Linked DNA regions of Sus scrofa: region 2 is linked to region 1. A link is a contact called in public HiChIP or PLAC-seq data. All regions are on one chromosome and are shown on one strand. Each heading gives the region's core, a stretch centred on a gene start, on an enhancer-like site or on the middle of the called end of the contact. The rest is flanking DNA. Distances are from core to core; before and after follow the strand shown.

Region 1 (6,589 bases), core at 2,972-5,471:
AGAACCAAAAAAAAACGAAAAAGAAAAAAAAGAAAAAAGAAAGTGTGTTCTCTCCATCAAGCCTTCTAGGGAGCAGCAGTCTTCAATGAGTCAGAACCACGTCTAAGGAAGACCTCTTTTTCGGCCAGTTAAGCCAGCGCCCTCATAACTGAAAGTCCGTGTTTCTAGAAGACATTAAATACATACACAGTTGTCTTTGGTAATTCCGGGGGTGTCATAAAACCAGCGGGCATCTTTCACATCTTGTGGGGTCAGTTCTATGCGTCTGGTGGGTTTATCAGCAACCATAACAGGATCATCGCCCATGTCAAAGGCAAGAGAATTGGCATCGAACTCAAAGGCAGCTTCCTCCTTCTGTTCTGAGCATGAGAAGGTCCTTCCAACTCTCCCTAGAACAAGTATACTGAAGTCAGGAGTTACTCCTTTACAGCTTTGGACTTGAGACAATTCTTATGTTTGCCTGGAACAAGTCATAAGAGGAACTTCATATATGGAAGTGGGGTTACAACGATAGTTCTGCTTTATTTCTAAAGTCAGTGGGAGTCAGAGTCTTGTAATGATCAAGTGTGTGTGGCTGGCTGTGCACACTGGGGGGGAGGGAGTTGTGGAGGGGAAGAGTGCAGGAAACCAAACTGATGTTAGGAGAGAAAAGCTGAAAAAAGATACCAAGGAGAAGGTGATAATGCAGTTAAAGCCGCCACAGCTCAACAGCCTGTACCAGTCTGCAAGGTGGGGCCAGATTTGAGGGGAAATGCCTCTACTACTAACAATGGCCAGGTCTTTACTGGATTTCTCCAAGCACGTACTATCTTGATTTTCCAAAGAGTAGCCTTGCCTCTAAAGGGCCTCTGCATTCTGAAATGAGCAAGTGGTCTCTCCCCACAAACGTGGCCAGTCACAGAGAGCAGTAGTTCAGGCTGTTCAACAAAAAAATTTAATATGGACCCAACAAGAGTTTCCCTATAGAATATGCTTACCTACTACATAACCATGCTTTTTTAAGAGATTAAGTTGATTTTGTTCTTGCTGACTAAGATCTTCTTCTGCTTCAACTGCATCTCTTTTAAGCCTTTTTTGCCTTTGAAACATTCTGTAAGGAGTTGGGTTGCAAATAGGAAACTTTAGAAGGTTTAATGTAGTACCTGAAACAGCAAAGAATAAATATGTTGTTATAAACATCATACAAGAAAACAGAAGAAACAATTTATGAGGGTGTACCCCACCTTGTGTACTGTGATTACTTCTATTCATTTTCATGACAACCCTCTCCAAAATTATCTTTACTTTACATATGAGAAAGCAGGCTCAGAGATTGGCTAACAGGATCAGCCAGGATTTGAATCCCACATCTACAGGCCTAATCTTTTTCCATCTTCTACATTCTACTAACTAGTGTAAAAGTACTTCTGTGTATCAATCAACCAGCGTACAGGATAGAGAAGTACAGCTTATCAAGCAAAGTTAAATCCTAGTTTCAAAGTAACAAGTAGTTCATTTTGCCAACTGCTAGATACAAACAGGGTCACACAAGGATCCATTTTGCAAGGACTACAGACATCTCCCCCAAATCACACAGTTGACATTTTCCTCAACAAAGCCACACATCACGTTGCATTAGTGAATTATTCAGATATTAAATGTGCACAGTGTACAGATCTCCTGAATAAACTCAAGCAAGACCGGAGCAGAGGAGGGAGGTTTAGAAAGTAAAAGGATTAAACAGAGCAACATACAAAGAACTAAAGCTACGAGGGAAACCTCCGGGAGTACACGGGGCGTTGTCTTCGGGTTGGTCTACAGAGAGACCAGACCACAGACGTACTCCCCTATGTTTGTTGGAAAGTTAGTGCAACATATACCGAATTTCCAAGCGCTAAGCTGACAGGGAAGAGAAATAGGACCCAAGTAGGTAGGGGAGGTTTAAAGGGGAGGCTCCAGCCTCTGGTGGACATGAAGGAAGGAGTGCTAAGTGCTTAACCACCATCAGACCTCTCGCTTTTCGGAAAACCAAGGGGGTGGGCGGCGCCCTAAGTCTCACCAGGCCAAGCGGAGATGGTGGCCCTGTCGATAGCCTCAGCGCCCTTGGCGATGCAGTAATCGGACTCCAGGAGCGTGTTGAAGAGGGTGGACTTGCCAGCGTTGGTGGCGCCAACCAGGTAGACGTCGCCGCGGTAGCGCCAGGAGCGCTGGAGCGCGGAGATCAACTCTTCGACTCCGTAGCCAGTCTTGGCGCTGATGAGCCGCACGTCCCTAAGCACCGCGCGGGACTTGGCCGAGTGGTTCGCCTTCTCCGCCTGGTCCCGCGGCTGCTTCCGGCCGGGGTGTTGGGACCTCCGGGAGCCAGGGGGCGGCAGGAGCCCGACGCGGGCACAGTCGTCCCACAGTCGCTCCCGGATGCGCTGCCGGTATCCGGGGGCGTCCTGGGGCAGCAGGTCCACCTTGTTCCCCAGCACGATCAGCTGCTTGGGGCCCACGAGCGCGGGCAGGTGGCGCAGCAGGGCGTCGGGCAGATCCAGCAGGTCCACCATGTATAACACCAGGGCGGGCTCGGGCCGCCGCAGCGCGGCGCTCACGAGCTCCAGGTACTTCTCGGGACTCACCTGCAGGCGTAGGGCGCGCCGGTGGTGCACCAGCAACCAGCAGCGCTGGCACACCGTCCTCGCCAGCCCGCCGTCCGCCTGCGCCGCCGCGCGGAGGAACTTCTCGCTGGGCAGGTAGCCGGGCACGCCGGGGTCCTGGCAGTGCAGCTCCGCCCCGCATCCCGAACAGTTCAGGCCGCTGGGTGCCACCGTCGGGTCCGGGTGCCCCACGACCGGCTGCGCCCGCTGCACCCGCCGAGCGGCCCGGAGCTTCTGCTGGCGCCGCTCCTCCCGCCGCTGCTGCATCTGTCGTTCGTTCTCTTCTTGCCGCTGCTGCACCTCTCGTAGCTGGTCTTGGAGGGTCGGTGCGGGCTCCGGCTCCGGGATGTACTCGGGGAACAGAAAACTCTCCTCTAGGTCGGCCCTTCCTTCGCTGCCCCCAGTCGCAGTCCGGTACCGAGAACGCCCCCGGCCCAGGGCCCACGGGCGCTGGGATGAAAGGCTGGCCGCACATCTCCTCTCCAGGAGCGCGTCCTGGAGACCAAGGCGCGCGGCCGTGGGAGAGGCTCCCTGCAGGAAGCCGCACAGCAGCCTAGGAGCGAGGCGCGTGGGCAGCATGGAAACGCGGGCGCGGGCCAGGGGCGGGCCACCGGTTTGCCAGGAGCGCGTCCCGGAGACCAAGGCGCCTGGCCGTGGGAGAGCCACCTCGCAGGAGGCCGCACAGCAGCCTAGGAGCGAGGCGCGCGGGCGGCATGGGCACGTGGGCGCGGGCCAAGCGCAGGCCACGGGTTTGCACGCGCACTGCGGCCCCAGCTGCTTGGTAAACCGGAAAAAGCCTGGGACGACCAGAGAGCTGTCATTGGTCAGCGTCGCCCTTCGGCTCCTCCTCCCGATCGCATCTCGTGAGATCTCGCGATGAAGCCGCTGAGGCCCGAGAACCCACCTAAGGCGGAGCTAAAGGCACGGGAGGTCCGGGCTCGGCGGGGTTGGCTAGGTCAGCCAGCGAGTGAGGCTTTGGTCGGGCTTCGGCTGCTGCCTGCAGCTCAGAAATCGCACTTTTTTTTTTTTTTTTTTTTGGTCTTTTTACCATTAGGTTCCCAGGCTAGGGGTTGAATCGGAGCTGTAGCTGCCGGCCTACGCCAGGGCCACAGCAACGCCAGATCCGAGCCGCGTCTGGGACCTACACCACAGCTCACGACAATGCTGGATCCTTAACCCAATGAGCGAGGCCAGGGATCGAACCTGCAACCTCATGGTTCCTAGTCAGATTCGTTAACCACTGAGCCACGACGGGAACTCCAGAAATCGCACTTTTTAAACTTTAACAAAGCTGAGGTATAGTTGATGTACAGAGTAGTCATTTTTCAAAACTTTTTTTAAAGTTTTTGCAACTGAAAAAATAAAGCACAACTACATCCTTTTATTAACAAATCTTATTGTCTCCAGGGGCTACTATTTGTGCAACAACATTGCAAAACAAGACTTCATTCGGTAGCTGTGACGCGGCCCCGCGGGGCAGCCACAGAAGAGTCAACCCCCAAACTGCGCATGTGTAGCACTAACCTTTCGCAGGCCTTAGCCTACTTTCGCGCAGGCGCAAACCTTACGGCGGCTTCTTTGTGGGCGGGGTTTCGCGGGAGCCGCAGGATATTCTGGGAGCGCCGGAAACGGAAATCACTTTGCCTGGCGCTGCGGCCGGGGGGAGCCTGCTGGCGGTGGCTGCTGGCGGTGTCCTGCGTTTCACTTCGAGGATTGGGAGCTCCGGGGTCGTGTGCCAACATGTATGACGCGGACGAGGGTAGGTGACCCTTTAGAACACTGCGCGGCGAACCGTCGGAGGGGGGAAACGTGGGAGCCGGGCGAGTCGAGGGTTTGAGGCCTTCTTCCCCGCCCGCCGCGCGGGGTCCCCAGGCGTTTTCCCCTCCATCCCCGGGCCGGGGACGAACTAGGAGGGTGGACCGGCGGGGAGCGCAGCATTTATAACGTTTGTTGTCTCCACTGGCTGCTTCTGGAAAAGTGACACCCCCATCCGTCCGTATTGAAATAGCAGGCGGCTTCTGCGACCAGTACCGGTGTTTGGGGTTCATCTGAAGCAAAGGGCTCCTCGACTTCCCTTAACGTCAGAGATAGTGGATTTATTGAATAGTCGAATGTTTGAACGTCAGCTTGTGCTGGGCGATGTGCTAGGCTCTGCAAATACAGCCGGTGCAGAGAATACAGGGTGGGAGGGGGGATTGGGCTTGTTTGGCGTCCTTCACTCTGCTTTCCGCTTAAGTAAATTATCTTGAGAGATGACTTTTTTACTCAACAGGGCTAATATATACTCATTTTCTTTTTACATATAGCATCTTTAGTGTGTACCGCTTTTTCGTTATATGTATGTGTGTATGTACATATATGTATTTTTTTCTCTCTTTTTTGGCGGCCCCACGGCATTTGGAGTACCCAGGCCAGGGCTCAGATCCAAGCTGCAGCTAACGAACTAAGCCACGCCTGTGGAAACATTGGATCTTTAATTCACTGTGCTGGACTGGGGATCCAACCTGTGTTCCAGTGCTCCCAAGACGCCTCCAATTCGTTAGGCTACGGTGGGAACTCCTCTAATGCTTCCTCTTCCATTCTCCACAGCTATTGTTTCAAACTTCATTTTCTTCTAGCTCCCAATCTCGTTGACACTCCTCATATTTCTCCTTATTCCCTCAGAGAAAGTTGAAGCAAAAAATTAAACTCTACCGTTTAAGCTTCTGTTTCATTTTTATTCTGCATTTAGAAATTTATTAGCATCATTGTATTCTTTTTTCTTAACTGCTATCTCAGAAAAAAAATTCCGAAAAATATATACCTTTTTCTTTTTAGGACCGAAGCTGTGGCATATGGAAGTTCCCTGGGCTGGGGTTGAATTGAGTTGCAGCTGCTGGCCTACAGCACAACAATGCCAGATCCTAGCTGCATTTGCAACCTATGCCACAGCTTCTGGCAGTGCTGGATCCTCGATGGCCAGGCATTGAACTCACAGCTGCTCTGTTGGGTTCTTAACCCATTGAGCCATGATGGGAACTCCTCAGAAAAGTGTTTTTAGCTAAATTTTTTTTTTTTTCCTGGCCAGCCCAAGGCATGTGCAAGTTCCTGGGCCAGGGATCTAACCTGTGCCACAGCAGTAACTAGAGCCACTTCAGTGACAACATAGGATTCTTAATACCCTGGGCCACCAGGGGACTCCATTAGCTTAATTTTTTGAGTAGGTAATATGTTCTCATTTCTCAAAAATGTTAATTAAGGTCTTATTCTTGTCCAGTGTCTGTCCCTTGTAAGCTTTCCTCACAGTAGCTAACTGGTTTGTTTAGATTTTTGTCTCTAGATGCTTTATGCATTTGCAGGCAAATAGAGAAGGGATTCTCTTCTTCCCTTTTTACAATTAAAAAGTAACATTCACAATTTTCTGCGCTTTTTTTTGACTGCACGTGTGACATGCAGAAGTTCCTATGCCAGGGATCAGACCTCTGCCACAGCAGTGACAACACAGTGTCAGGTCCTTAACCTGATGAGCCACAACAAAAAGTCCCTGCACTTATAAAATTTTGATATATATGCTAGAGGATTTTCATATCAGTACATAGCCAGCATCTTAAACACTTTTATTACTCTCTAATGCCAGATTTTGTGCTTTGGCTACATTGGCCTTTTATTCCTTGAATGTCTTTCACTGTGGAGTTTTGTGTGCACGTCTTTTCTGTTTGGAGTACTTCTTTCTCCTCCCGTCCCACACCCACTCTCTCCTTCTGCCTGGTTTACTCCTGTTTAGTCACACGTGAGGTCTCTCCTAACCTCCTTAGGTCCTGTTTGGGACTGCCCATATTACTTTGTTCTTCCTCTTAATTGACTTTATGTTGTCTTTACCTCCCTAGTAAGTGACAGTTTTTGGGGACACAGCCATGCTTTGTCTTGTTGAAGGTGATGCCTCCAATGCCTGGGACATAGGAAACAGTCATAGTCAATGAGTGTCTGATGAG
Region 2 (6,177 bases), core at 2,129-4,628, 51 kb after region 1:
CACTTTGAATGTATTTTATACATATGTAACTTTATAGTATCAATTGATCACTTGGAAAATATGGCTACACTGAGTTACGCAGATTTTTAAATGTTGACACATTTCATTATACAAAAGAAAAAATTCACATTTGTGAATATTACCACCATGTCATTAGAAGTCTTTATGTATTGGGAAGTTATGAAGTCTAAGTGTTGGATAGAGGGTTTCTAAAACTCTGATTTTTGACTGAAAACTTACATTTTAAGTCACTTTCAACAAATACATAAAATTGTTTTCCTTAACGTGAAAGGCTCACTTTGTTCATTTTCCAGAAAAATGCCTGCCAAATGTATAAGTCTGAATTAACATAGTTAGTGCTAATGTGGATCATCACAATTGGTGTCAGCTCTTTTTTCAAGTAAAAAAGACATTTCGTGATAAAGGCGACAGGACTGCCATCTTCAGAGTATAGCAGAAGTGCTGTGGCAGCTCCTCATTTTATCATAGAATATTAAGAAATGTGTACTCAGGAGGTCAAAGTTCAAGAGAACTAATCAATTTTACTACTTCATTAATGACATTCTTAAAGTAAAACTGGTTTTCCCCCTTGAGATACAGTGGAGAACATGACTGCAGGTGAGGTTCTGCCTTCTTGATGTGTTCAGGTGCCAGCAGTTTTATCCAGTAACTTTTGCAGCTCTCAGTACAAATGATAGCACTGTGAAAGAGGCAGTCATGTTGTTGGTATTATAAAAATAGTTTTCATCCTCCTGGGGGCTACGCACCATACTTTGAGAACCCTTGCTTTCCAAGATATAGGGACCTTATAAAAACTAATCACAGTGCCTCTTTAATATTACTAGATATCTGGTGTTGATTTCCTTGATGATTGCATACTTTAAAATAGGTTTGTTGGTTTTAATTAGGCTACAGGTAAGGTCCATGCCTTGCAATTGATTGACCTGTCTCTTGAATTTTCTTTCTAATCCATAGGTTACCCTCCAACATCCTTGCTGTTTGTTGAATTAACTGGGTTGTTTGTCCTAGAGGGTTTCTCACATCTGGATTTTGTTGATTGTACTCCTGGATTGTGTGTTCTATTTTCCTTGTAAATTTAGCTCATCAAATCTTGATGAGATGAAGGGTTTGTGTTCCTTCACATGAACACTTCAGAGGCAGCAGTGTACTGTATACTCTGAACAGCTGGTTGTCTTTTATGACTTTAGCAACTATTAATGATCATTACTTAAAACAATTAATTGCAAACTGAAGAGATCTCCAATTTTATTCATTTATTAGCTCCAATACTTTCATAGGGAAAAAGTCTGTTTCCTCAGCTGGTTCCCTAGTGACGTAGCTCATACAGGGGAAAGGCAGATAAATGTGTGATTCCTTCCTTTTATTTACTTTTCAGAATGACAAGTTGGTTGCCTAGAATCCTCCAAAGTTGACCAATTGTTTTGTTTTTGGTAATACCACCAAGCAGCTCATCAATCTTGTTCTTTGTAGTAAGAATATTAAGGATGCCATCACAATTCACTTGTGTGGCCACCTGAACAATGCGTTTCATTTCACTCTCTGCTGGGCAAACTGTTGACTCTTTACCTGTTCTTTCCATTACCTTTGCCAACATGCATTTCTCATTTCATGCTTGACTGCCTGGGTGACTTATTCTTGGAGAAGATGCTTTCCTTAGATTGAATTCTGTTAAGTTCAATGATAGTATGATGAGTCTCTAGTCTGTACTCGATTGTATTTTATGAGGAAAATTATGTGTTATACTTGAATCTAATGTGTGTACTCTGGGGACCTTCTACTATACGTCAAATAGCTGGTAGACTTCTCAAGCTCCTCACCATGTAGTGAGAATGTGGGCGTATAAAAATTAGAGTCCAAATCTCCTTTCCTAAACAGTGTTCTTTATTTTTGCCGTTAGTCAAAGTAGCATTGATAATAGAAAATAAGCACAAAATAGTCAGCTGTTTTTCTCTTAACAGTGACGGTGGCCTGCGTTTTGGAGAAATGGAACGAGACTGTCAGATTGCCCATGGAGCAGCCCAGTTTTTAAGGGAAAGACTATTTGAGGCATCAGATCCTTATCAGGTTCATGTCTGCAACCTGTGTGGCATAATGGCGATCGCTAACACCCGGACCCATACGTATGAATGCAGAGGCTGCCGGAATAAGACTCAGGTGCGCTAGACCTCACGGGCAGGTGCTCTTGTTCAGGATGGGACCCTGCTGGTCTGACCATGTGGGCAGATTTAGTGGGATGGAACAGATGGGCAGTTTTGACAGCAAGCTTCTGTCAGATTCCTAGTTTGAAATGAGGGAAAAGGTAACAATTAGGTTTTTCAAAAAACCAGTGTAAGTTTTACCTTAGAATTCCTCTTGGCTGTTCATCTTTTGGAAGTAATAAGGACTTGTAGAAGGAACTTTAAATCATGAAGGTGAATATAAATTAGGTCTAGCAGAAAGAGTGAAATACCGAAGCCAGTTAAGAGAGGGAACCACCAGAGGCCAAGGTCATAGGCTGAGTGCTGGCACCAGTCACGCACTCACAACCTAAGCGAGTGGGTTAAGGGCCATGAGGGCGCTGCTGTCTGTCCTCGCTAATGGCCTTCTCTCTACCCTAGATCTCGCTGGTGCGGATGCCGTATGCCTGCAAGCTGCTGTTTCAGGAGCTCATGTCCATGAGTATTGCACCTCGGATGATGAGTGTTTAGCTCTCTTACAACTCTGTGTGTCTTGTTTCTATGATATGGCTTTAAATTTTTTTTTTTTAATTAATGAAAATGTACTGTATTGTGAGAAAAAGCATTTTATTTGTTTTGTTTCATGATAAGCATGCTTTTCTGTAAATACAGCTTTTGTAGATAGTCTTGATGTGTTACCTTTATTTCATATTTCACTGTGTAAAAACCACTGAATATAACTAAAGTGTTAGTGTACTGCATGAAAAGAAGCTGGTTATTAGGTGAGAACCAGGGCTGTAGTTATCCATGACTATTAGCTACGCAGACTAATATACTCTGCAGGTTTACAGCTCAGCACCTTCACCTGTTTAAAAAAAAAAGAAAAAAAAAAAGGTAAGAATTAGTTTACATGTGTGAACATGGTTGACTTTAATTCTGAGAAAGTTTAGTGTTTCCAAATAAATGAAGATGTTGAAATGTAGGGCTAAGAGATGAGACTGTAGCTGGCCCTGTGGAATCTCTGGAATTGGAGCTCTGTAGGATGCTGGATGGTGACCCTGGCCTCTGTAAGTGGCTTCCTCACAGAACTGAGAGAAGCAGGTTGACAAACGAGGCGGGTGAGGTCCAGAGGCTCAGGGCCCTCCTTTGAAACTGGTTCACAGGCAGACTCCCAAGTGGCAGAGCTGAGACTTCACACGTGCCTCTCGGCGGCTGCCCTGTTTCTTCCTGTCACACCATGGCTAGCTGACCCAGCCCTGGCGGGGCTTTGGCACAGGCTGACAGGAAGCTGTGTTCTCATTTTTGGCTTAAAACCAGTTCAGTCCTCGATCTAAGAGGACCATTAAATGTAGAGCAGCGTTGCTCTGGCCTCCCCAGGATGGGTGCCTGAGGAGGCCTGTGACGGGCGTGACAGACGTGGCAAGGCTTGGGTGCTGGCTAACACACTCTTTTTTTTTTTCTCAGAGAAAAGCTTAAAGTGAAGGACCAGAATTGCCTATGATAATTTCCTTTTAAATGGGAATTTAATAGTCACAACACTAAGAAAAATGCCATGAAAATAGAAAGTTCTGGGAAATATAAGCCAAATCGGGTTTGAGTTTCAACTCTTATTAAGATAACAACGAAAGCACTAAAGTCCTAACAACAGTATTTCCATCCAACACGGACTGTTCTTCGGGAGCCACCCACTGTCCTCCTGCGTAGATACTTGATGCCCTTCCTGTGTGGATACTGAACAGCACGGAATGCCAGTAAGAGTTACTCTGGCACTTCCATGCTTGGTTCCGTTATCAAAAGCACTAGTCATTTTGAAATAGCTATGAGGCTTACTACCTACCTTTTTTCACTGGTATCTCATGTAAAGTGTCAACCACTGTAATTTTTGCTGATGCTGAAGCCTGTCCTTGGGAGTTAGCTGCATGGCACTCATACTCTCCAGCGTCTTCCTTACTAAGAGGAGATATCTGGAAGGAAAAGGGTCTTTAGAGTTCCCACTGGGGCTCAGCAGGTTGAGAACCACACCAGCACCCCCGAGGATGCAGGTTTGATCCTTAGCTTGACTCAGTGGGTTAAGGATCCAGCGCTGCCCTGAGCTGTCAGACTTTTTAGTGGGATTAAACCTAGTGTAGGTCACTAATGCGGCTGGGATCCCAAGTTGCTGTGGCTGTGGTGTAGGCTGGCGGCTACAGCTCCAATTTGACCCCTAGCCGGGGAACCTCCATATGTCGCGGGTACAGCACTGAAAAGGGAATTTTACTTTCTCCATGGCAGTCATCTTTTTTCCAGTGCCTTCAGTTAGGTCATTATTTCCTAAGTTTCCTGATAAGACCAGGGGCTTCATGGCAAAGATGCTGCTAGAAACAATGAAGGCCCTGTGTTCGGAGGATTATTTACAGCTACCACATTTGGTCTGAGGGACAGTTGGGGACAAGCCCAGGTCACACTGCAGTTTGAGGGAGACCTGGTGGGCATGGTCTGTGTGCTCCCTTGTGGGTCCCTGACCATCAAAGATCAAGTAAAATAAAGTAACTATTAATAACTAAGATAATAGTTTGTTCTCTGTGAGGATTCACTTGGGGGGAAAAAAATTGGGTTCTTGTTTATTTTTCAGTTGTCTCCAAAACACCCGGTAAACCCAGCTGTTCTTGTGTTTCAAGTTTCCTGTGAAAGAGGAGCCACAGCTCTATGGCCTGCTGGGCAGGCAGGATGGGCACCTGGCAGTGCTCCAGGCCCCGCTGCCAGCTTGCCCATCTCTCCCCGTAGCCCTGCTACTCACCAGCACCCAGCCCGTCACTTCATGCTTTTCTGGGCCACCCCGCGTCTGAATGGCCAGGTTATCTCGGTCACCAGGCAAGAGTTCCGTCCTTTGAACTCCATAGTGACCCCTTTGTACCTGCAAAGAAAAAGGGAGGAAAGAAACAGTGTGAGTTCTCTTCACTGAGCATCAGCGTGGATGTGGCCCAGGGAAGCTGTCAGACTTTTTAGTGGGATTAAACCTAGTGAGTGCCACGTGACCCTTTCCTGAGCACTTACGTGAAATCTATATCATCTCTTCCTGTTAGTTTACCGCTAAGCTTAGATATTTAGAATTAATGTATTTTTCTGCATGCTGGGGAATTACAAATGGTTCTACTTTTTCTGCCACTGGCCACCACCATCCCCTCATGCCCTGGTAATGCTGGGCCTGCTGCCATTCGCCACATTTGACAAACTGACCCTTGGGACCTGGGGTAGGAGCCCAACCCCTGGGCTCTTCCTGCAATCTCATCACTGGGAAATAACAGGTTAAGTCCAAAGCCAATACCATTACTTTGTTCTGAGGGCTAAGGATTCATCAAATGATTTACCAAAGATGGGAGAGCAAAAGCACCTGCAAGGACTTCCTGTTGTGGCTACCAGTAATGAACCCAACTAGGATCCATGAGGACACAGGTTGGATCCCCGGCCTCTCTCAGTGGGTTAAGGATTCGGCATTGCTGTGAGCTGCGGTGTAGGTCGTAGACATGGCTCAGATCAGTGTGGCTGTGGTGTAGGCCAGCAGCTACAGCTCTGATTGGACCCCTAGCCTGGGAACTTAAATATGCCTCAGATACAGCCCTAAAAAACTAACAAAAAAAGCATGTCAGGTACATGCTGCTGTCATTCCCTTAGGACAAAAAACCTGCTGCCTGTGCCTGTCATGATAAGATTGAGAAAGACGAAGGAAGAAGAAACTCACTTTCCCTCACTTGAGGCCAATACTGAATACTGCCTCCCCCATTTAAGAAAGCAAAGTATGTTCATTATGTAAACTTAGGAAAATACATAAAACTTCACAGAAGAATAAAATTTATCCTCTATACATAGATATATTCAGTATAAATTTCTAGAAATAGAGCTGCTGAGTCACAGAATATAAATATTTTAAGGCTTTTGTGATACTGAGTTTAAAAAAATACGTATGTCAAAAAATATACAGGAATTCACCTGGTGGCTCAGTGGGTTGAGAACCTGACTAGTA

The links. HiChIP or PLAC-seq counts read pairs in DNA pulled down with a chosen protein or histone mark.
Region 2: an H3K27ac HiChIP or PLAC-seq map of skeletal muscle shows a contact between it and region 1. The contact joins the enhancer-like site here to the promoter of POLR2B in region 1. A contact is called at or near these places in 5 of 47 Hi-C or Micro-C datasets (adipocytes, epiblast stem cells, fetal heart ventricle and 2 more) and 1 of 2 datasets of contacts at active chromatin or transcription factors (skeletal muscle).

Annotation. Positions count from the first base shown.
Region 1 is chr8:56,228,509-56,235,097 of Sscrofa11.1, forward strand. It overlaps POLR2B (DNA-directed RNA polymerase II subunit RPB2), which reads left to right and starts at 4,222. Exons shown (of 25, transcript XM_003129037.5): 1 at 4,222-4,377. The coding sequence starts at 4,359. LOC100621115 (nitric oxide-associated protein 1-like) reads right to left here and starts at 3,674. Exons shown (of 7, transcript XR_002346682.1): 1 at 2,039-3,674; 2 at 978-1,142; 3 at 187-389.
Region 2 is chr8:56,280,298-56,286,474 of Sscrofa11.1, forward strand. It overlaps POLR2B (DNA-directed RNA polymerase II subunit RPB2), which reads left to right. Exons shown (of 25, transcript XM_003129037.5): 24 at 1,980-2,175; 25 at 2,619-3,070. The coding sequence ends at 2,708. It overlaps IGFBP7 (insulin like growth factor binding protein 7), which reads right to left. Exons shown (of 5, transcript NM_001163801.1): 3 at 4,954-5,070; 4 at 4,015-4,141; 5 at 2,792-3,042. The coding sequence ends at 3,023. Among named protein-coding and RNA genes, the nearest start is that of POLR2B, 51 kb to the left of the region's middle. Within about 2 kb of position 3,379, at least 11 of the 83 cell types and tissues checked have an H3K27ac peak or open chromatin away from gene starts, as enhancers often do. A contact at or near this core is called in skeletal muscle, where this site is marked.